Linked DNA regions of Muntiacus reevesi: region 2 is linked to region 1. Evidence: chromatin contacts called from public Hi-C data. All regions are on one chromosome and are shown on one strand. The core of a region is the stretch at or near the end of the contact, and the rest is flanking DNA. Distances in the headings are between cores, read along the strand shown.

Region 1 (4,165 bases), core at 777-3,276:
CCCCCCCCCAGATTGAGGAATCCTGGCTTTCTCTGAATGTGTACACACACACACACACACACACACACACACACAGCAACCTCAGGTGTTTTTTGTTTTGTCTTTCTTTGACATCAGACACTGAGTCTCCGGTTTGTGTGGCTTTGTTGTCCACCTGTTTATCACTGATTGACCAGGTTGATGCCAGCGGGTTCTTCAGATCTCAAGGGATGGACTGGGTTTTCACCCATGCTCTGAGACGCCCTATAATTACACTGGCACTGCACGTATCTATGAGGAAAACACTCACGGACTGTCAGGCTTGGGGTTACGTGGTTTCAGTTTACGTCTCAGGGGTGCAGAGTTCTAGTGCACATGCAATCGTGGTTCAAGTGCCCAAACCAGCTTCACACCAAGTGGGGGTGGCATCTGGGAAGGAAAACAATTCCTCTTACTCCACCCCTTTCCACCACTGGCACACACGGGCTTGCCTCGAGCCCCCGGAAATAAGACAGAGATGAAATCTTAGAATTAAAGTTTTCAAATGCAATTAATCGTTCCTTAATATCCAGGAGTGGCAGATATACAATGCTTTCCTTTTCACGGCAGGTCAAAGATGAAATCTGATTATGCTTTGAAGGGTGTGGTTTGCTTCTTGAAATTCCCTGCGGTGTCTTTAACAATGTGTTGCCCAGAGCAGGGTAAGGGGCCTTGTGTAACAAGGGGAGGCGCGCTTGTCTGCATATATAGAGGCAAGAGACAGGAGCCGCACTGGGAAACGTCAGACCGAGCCTGCACAATGAAGAAACAGAGTAAGAAGGAGGCAGCCCCACAGTGTGAGCTAAGTAAGTAGCCAGCAATAAGTATGTAACAGTCCAGGGAATCTACCCACCAGAGCAGACCTGGAACGCGATAAGGAGGCTCCAGGCATTTTATTTTCTAGTTGCAGTAGAAGTTCCCAAAGGAAAGGTTCTGGTCTGGAGGGACTTCATCAAGCCTTTCTGAAACACCCCATATGTGTTGCAGAGAGATTCTCAAAACTAATTTGTGCATTTTCTTTTCTCTCTAGGAGAAATTCTGTATGGAAACCAGCCTGTATCAGATCATTGATGATTCTCAGACCAGTTTTTTGGGTTCCTGAATTTGCCTGTACTTTGTACTTTATTTGGATTTTGCTTTTTGCAGTTTACTCTCCTTTCCTCTTCTCTTGGACTGTTTTATCAACTAATAAAAATTTCTCCTAGCAGTTTTTACACGAAGAAAGATATTGGAGAGTTTTATGCTTTTCTTCTCTAGGTCTATGACTTGGTTAGATAGGCTTGGTTACTTTTAAGGAAAGCGGTTATGGGGCGATGTGGGGGCCAGGAGAGAGAGGGGTCTAAGAATGTTTCTGGTAGCTATAAACGACATTGTAGAAGATTAGAGTGGTTAGTCAGACTATTTTCTCCCTTCTGAAGCATCACTAGCCTGGTCGTCATCTTCAGAGAAAGACTCTGGGATGTGCGATTGAAACTGGGAATGGAGCGGGACTGCTTTTGGGTAGGTGGAAAATAAAGTTTGGGAGGAGAAGCGAGGCAGCTGAGTAGGAGAGCGGAAAACAATTCATTGCGGGACTTGGGAGTTGGGCTCCTGACGCCGCCGAACTGGCTGCACTAGCTGAGGCTTCGCGGTCCCTCCCAGGTGTGGGGCGCTCTTGGTGGGGCCGCAGATACCGTGATGTGGCTCTGGGGGCGAGAGGCGGCTATACTTTGCAGGGTGGAGTCGGAACTCTCTCAGAGCCGTGTCTCAGAAGAAATGATCTTGTCTTCCAGGGACGTGAGGTCACGGCGAACTACAGCCGGAAACTTACTCTTCTGCAGGTTGCTAGCGGGGTGGGAGACTCCAGCACACAGTGTGGGTTGGACCAGCTCCAGCACTAGCTCAGCCGCAGACAGCTCCCGCCCAGGCCTCCGTGGCCCCGCCCCCAGTCAGCCCTGGAGTGGGCGGAGACTCGGGATCCGTAGTCAGCCTGCCACGCGCGTTGGCCGCTACGGCGAACACGGAGAGTCCAGCCAATAGGAACGTGCAGCTGCGATCCTGTTGGCCAATCGCGAGGCGTGTAGGGGGGGTAGGCTGGCGTGGCGCTGGCTCCAGGGATATGGAGCCGCTGGCGCGGGGACCGATTGTCAGGTTGCGAAGCCGGTAAGGTGGGGAGTGGGCCACGTCAGGGGTCACGCGGGCGCCCCGCTTTCCCCGGGCTCCGGGCAGCTCGAGGGCCAGCCTGGGAGCAGGCGCCGCGGCCAGTATTTGGCGTGCGGGGCGCCGGGCGGGTCTGCGAGGGGCGGCGCGGGCCGGGAGGGCCTGGACGCGGGTTCCAGATGGAGCCGCATTCTTCAAAGGAAGAGCGAGAGGAGGGCGCCGGGAGCGGGGGGCGGGAAGCGAACGCCGGAGGTCACAGGGGCCTCTCTCCTTGCCCGCCGCGGCCTAAGGAGACCTAAAGAGAAAATGGCTGTATCCCTGGGCGGATCTGCCGCGTTCCGGGGACCCGTGGTCGAAGTTCTGCTGACCCCGCTTCACGCCGCGGGAGAGGCCGACGGACGTGGGGCAAGGTCCCCTCGGCCTCCTTCTTATCTTCGGAGCCCTGGTGTCCTGTCCGCTCCCTGGGCCTCCCGCCGCCGCACTTAAGCGAAATAATTCATTTTACTCCAGGCGACATCCAAGAAGCGCCTCTTCGTGTGAAGGGCCTGGACAGACCGCAGAGTCCTGGTGTGTAGATCGGTTTTAGGGCTGTTGTGCGGCCTCCAGGCCCAGGAACTTCTGTAGGGGCGTTGTCGCACTCCTGGTGTGAGAAGGGCGGCTGGCTGTTCGACGTCTGTTCGGTTTCATAGGTTCCTGCTGTTACAGCTATGTTTACTTTTGGATGTTCTGTTTTTGTTTTTTGTTCAATTGGTCTTCCCCAATTCTCTTCATATATCAGACTATTTCAAAGAGCATCATTGAAGGAGAAGTTGAGTAACCTGGACTTGAGTTTTCCTGTGTGTAAAGTGAAGATATTCTCAAAGCGTCCACTGCTTTCAAAAGAAGTGTTAATGGAGTTAAGGGAATGTGACACCTCTTTAAAGCAAAAAGAAAAGCAAAAATTATATGGAATGCGAGGCAAGAGGAGACAGGTTTCCAGAAGCTTATGCTGGCTGTAGTTCTAATGAATATTGCTGCAATTAGGGGACTTTGTGTTTCTCCCTTGACTCTTATGGAATCTGAACCCCAACTAGTTTGCAGCACTTCTTGGCTCTGTAAACCTTTGAGCAGGATTCTTAGGCTCTTTTTTCTTTTGTTTCCACATACTTAAAATGGAAATTGATGGTATCTTGAAGAGTTGGTGGTGAGTATTAAATGAATTAATGCACATAAAGTGCTTAGAACAGTTCCTAGCATGTAGGAGCTTTTGTTATTAATATTACCTGTTAGTGCCTTCTTTTCCCTAAAAGATTTCACACTAAAAGAATTCTGACCTTATCACTTATTCTTTGTCCAGAATCTGCTGAGCCTATTGCCAGTGAACCCTTAGGCCTCTTTTCCATTCACATCTTGTGACTATAGACTCTGCTGGGTGTTTATCATTAAGCAAGGTTGGAAACTCCAGCTATGCAGTACTGTCTGTCCATGATAGCTGTGTTGGGTAAATGAAAACATTGGCTGTTTAGTTTTTCATTGAGTAATATTTCATTTACAATCTTGGCCTCCAGACTGTTTTTTTTTTTTTTTTGACCCAGTAGCAAAAAGGCCATGATTGCAGCACACTTGGTTCCTCAAATTTCTGGGATGGCTATGGGACTTGGGCGGGGAATTTCTGGGCAGTTTGGCCGCACTTCTTATTAGTGAATGGGGAAGCTTGATGCAAGTCTTAATCTACTGTTAGGAAATCGGCGGTGATCCCTTGGAAGACGCCACAGAGCTAACTAAGCAGCTTTGGTTCGTTAATTTATTTATTTATTTTGTTTATTATTTATTTGGCTACTTTGGGTCTTAGCTGAGATGCGCTGAGTTCTCTCTGCGGCATGGGCTCAGTAGTTGCCCCGCTTCACGTGAGATCTTAGTTACCCAATCCGTGGATCAAACCCACATTCCCTACATTGGAGAGGGAACTCTTAACCACTGGACCACCCAGGAAGTCCTTGGTTCAGTTTAGACTCAATGAAGTCGTGGT
Region 2 (4,165 bases), core at 984-3,483, 400 kb after region 1:
GTCAAGAAAGGAGCATAGGAATTCCCTGGCAGGTCCAGTGGTTAAGACCCCATGCTTCCACTGCAGGTGGCATGGATTCTATCCCTGATTGGGGAACTAAGACCCTGTGTGCTGTGCAGCGTGGCCAAAAAGTGGGGGGGGGCGGGGGGGGGGGTGGGCTAGGAACTAAACTAAGAACTTTTTATATATCATCATCTGGATTCTCTATTTTAGAGATCTGTAAACGGAGGTTCAAAGAAATTGCCACTTCTATAGATCTCACTTAAGATGTGAATTTAAGATCTGAAGTCAGAATTGTTTTAACCCAAAATCCACGTTCTTTCAGTCTAAACTGCCCCTCTTCCAGGAATACCTTCACCTCCCCAACTTATCCACCTGGCAAACTCATTTTCAAGTTTCATCCCAAATCCAACTGCTCTGGGTCCTTCCTTCCTTGTTCCACTGTACCCTGTTATTTATAATGAGGTTACTTAACTTTCTGAACTGTGTTTATTGACATGTCTGTTTCCCTCACTCTCAAGGTGCCTAAGAACAGGGCCTCTATCTTGTGATTGTATGCTCTGTGTCCAGCAGGGACCATCAAGTATGCGGTAAAACAGTAAACATCAACAAATATAGTATAATGAAGTGAGTCTTAAGTTTCTCCACCTGTAGATGATGGACAAGCCTGAGGACAATAAGTCTATTGCTCAACATTTCCACAACTCAACTCATGATATCCCCTCAAAATTGCTATTAGTCATACTTAATTTCAGATCTTCAAATGTGCCTGCAATGCTTTCTCTCACCTTCCAGCTTTTATGTATGCTGTTTCCTCTACTAAAAACACTATCCCTCCTCATGTGACCTATTCCTATGAGTTATTCTTACAGGCAAACTTTCCTGCCTCCCTTAGACTGGTCTAGATGAAGTCTGAGAAGCTTTGGCTGTATCCCCATGGCACAAGTTTCCTCTACCATTCATGGCACTCATCACAGAATTGAAATGACCTGTTTTCTGTCTCCCTACCAGAAGGCAAGCTTAGGGAGTCAAGCACCACATCCTACTCCCGAAATAATACCTTGCACTTACTACTACTCAATAAAATGTGTTTAGTTGGGTTTACCTACCTAAAACTGATAGAAACAATGATATCTTCAGATACCTTATCAAACAAGATATCTTCAGAAAATTACTTCAACCCAGCTTTAGAAACAGGAAAATTCAGGCACAAGAGAACACTCTATTTTAGAGCTGAAAATTCAGCAGTACCAATATAAATAAATGGGATGACATGTGAAGAGAAAAAAACATTTTGAAGGTACTACCACCTACTGATGATATAGCAGTACTGCACAGATGTATCAGACAAACCTTAAAAGTTAACCGCAAGTTGAATAGAACATATTCGGCTTTAAGAACACCGTACTGATTCTAATTGAGACAGAGGAAAACTGCATATTATACAGTCTACAGGAAAAACAGTATTTAAATAAAACTGCATACATCTGTTCATAATGAAATTTTCGGGATAAAATGATTTTGCAAACATAAGCAAATATACTTTGCTATGATAAAACACATCACAAACGAGGCCAGTTTGGACAAATTTATGCTGAATTAAGCCTCAGAAACGGAAAGGATCCCGATGACTATTATTAGCCTATTACGCCTCAAAAATTGACAATAACAACTAGTCATTGACATCTACAATAATAGTAGATTGATCAAGCGGGATGCTCCACGGCGAAGTGGACGCTCTGAAATACCATGCTTAGTTTTGTGATACAGGAGGAGACAGAAGAGAACGTTTTCTCGGTTTGAACGCTGTCCAGTTGGTAAACTGACGAGTTTCTGTCACTCCACACTACCTTCCCATGACTGCTTCGTGTATGATTATTCTACCGTATGTCTCCCCACTCGACTGGAAGCTCCCGGATGATAAGGGTTGGCTCTGCCCCAACAGCGAGCGGTCCGGGCCCCGCACCCCGAGGGCGCCGGGCATGCTCTACGGTCTTCGGCGAAGATAACCGGTCTCTGGAGGAGCTCGGCGGACGACGCGCGGAGGCCAAGGCCATGCCGCCCTCCCCACGGCTCCCGTCCCAACCCCGAGACCTTCGACAGAGGACTCTCGCCTTGGGCCGCGGAGGCGGCTTCAGAGGCGAAAACCGCCCCGCGGCGGGAGGTCTTCGTTTTAATTTTCATTGGGGGACAGCAGGCGGGAGGGAGGGAGGAAGACACCGCCGACTGAAGGGGTGCAGCAGGCCAGGCAACGAGAACCGGAAGCGTGCCCCGCCGGGGGAGAGCGAGCAGCCCCTCCCCCTTCCGCCAGGCGCCCTCTGCACCCCTCCCCCACCGCAGCCGCCCCGCGCGACCCCCCCCCAGACGCGCGACGCGCCTCGGCGTCCCCGCGGGGGCCGCGTCCCCGCGCCCTCCTCTTGCCCGGGGACACGGGAGCACGTCCCCACCCCGCCTCCCCCGCCCCCTGCTTACCTGTGGCTGCTGCCTTGCCGCTGTCCGGGGCGGGGAACTTCCACTCCCCCCTCCCAGGTGGATCCGAATTCACTACCCACTTCCCCACCCCCTCACGCGGCGGGGGACGTGCCTCTTTCTTAGGGGTCAGGCGGGGCGGGGAGAATCAGTGTCACTTAACAGCCAACTGTCCTAAGCTACCGTTTCCTCGGCAGTCAGGGCCGCCACTGGCGGCATGATCTACACCAGGCCGGGGGCGGGGGAGCGAAGGGGGGCAAAACTGAGTAACAGAGCGTGGGGGGTGAGGTTAGGGCGGTCCTTCCGTGAGGGCGCCGTCCTACGTCACCGCGTTGCGCACGTGACGCGCCGCCATCTTGTGTCGGGGTATCCCGGTATGGCGAGTTCGTGTTGCGAAGGTGTTATTCTGGCGAGAGTTGGGCGTGGCGTTACCTGCAGTTTCTTCTAGCCTCAGGAGCTCTGTCTTCACTGCTCCCAGACGTCTGTTTTCAGAGGCCGCACCCGCTCGGGGGCTCAAGAGGCCGCTCGGCCTGAAGCAGTTTTCTTCGGTTCGTGGCGTCAGTCTCAGCTCAGCTCCTACTTGGTGCGGCCCAGAGCTGTCGTCCCGGCTTTGACCCACGCCTAACCTGCCGCCAGTTATAGACAGAGTGACTTGAAGCCTGAAGGCTTGTCCTCAGTTTTTCTAACCACCCTAACTAATAAATGTTAATCCTATAAAACAAGCGTTAAGAGTTGTATCTTTAATCACACATGAAAGGATTAAAAGCCACACCCACAAGGTGTCGGTAGGGTGTTGGTGTGTCACGCTGAGCACAGATTTAGATAGAGAAAAGTTACAGTACAATCGAGTGTTGTAAAATAAAATCACACCGGGAATTTCCTGGCGGAGCAATGGTTAGGATTAGGCGCTTCCACTGCAGGGGAAGCAAGGCTCCATCTCTGGTCTGGGATCTAAGATCCCGCAAGCCGCACAACCCGGCCCCCTCAAAAAAAACAATACAATGAGAAAAAAACAAACAATACAATGACACCGTCGTTCTGATACATCACAAAAGCTTTTTAAACTTTATTAAATGAGTGTCTACCTTTCTGGAGAAGGGATGTTGTATTATTCTGATATATCCTGAATTTTTTTGTTTATCCATTTCCTTGCAAATGTTCTTTGCTGACTTTCTGGAGATAATAAATGATAGACCTTTCAATTTGCTCTTGACAAAATGCTCCATAATTTTTCTAAAACTTTCCTAGCTTGAGATCTCCAAGAAGGCAACTTGATTGAGTCGATAGGGCCCTTCCCCGTTTGACCTTTAGGGCCGGATAATGTGATTTATCACATTAAATTAGGGCCGGATATTGTGACTTAACTCTGTGCGAAACTGTGCCAGACTCTAATATCTCACTAATGTTTATCCATTGTCATTCATTCAGGAAAACACTGACTACCTATTAAAACCTACAACAGTTAACTGCCCGCAGTTTATTTGTTTTGGCAGAGCCCTGTGGCTTGTGGGATCTTAGTTCTCCCAACCAGAGAACCCAAATCTCCTGCATTGGAAACACAAAGTCGTAACCACTGAACCAGGGAGGTTCCCCAACTGCCCTTACTTTAGCTTTTCGATAAATTATTTCGATAAATTAGGTAAATTATCCAGCCTAAATGTGTCTTATCAAAATTGGGGAAAGTGTGACATTCATC

What was found. Hi-C and Micro-C count contacts between places; a contact is called where the count stands out from the background.
Region 2: a contact with region 1 is called in a Hi-C map of muscle, with 6 times the contacts expected there. The contact joins the promoter of ATF1 here to the promoter of SLC11A2 in region 1. A contact is called at or near these places in 2 of 3 Hi-C or Micro-C datasets (blood and muscle).

What each region holds. Positions count from the first base shown.
Region 1 is chr4:144,969,259-144,973,423 of mMunRee1.1, forward strand. SLC11A2 (solute carrier family 11 member 2) reads left to right here and starts at 2,027. Exons shown (of 17, transcript XM_065934411.1): 1 at 2,027-2,160.
Region 2 is chr4:145,368,677-145,372,841 of mMunRee1.1, forward strand. ATF1 (activating transcription factor 1) reads right to left here and starts at 2,234. Exons shown (of 8, transcript XM_065934421.1): 1 at 2,095-2,234. The coding sequence starts at 2,184.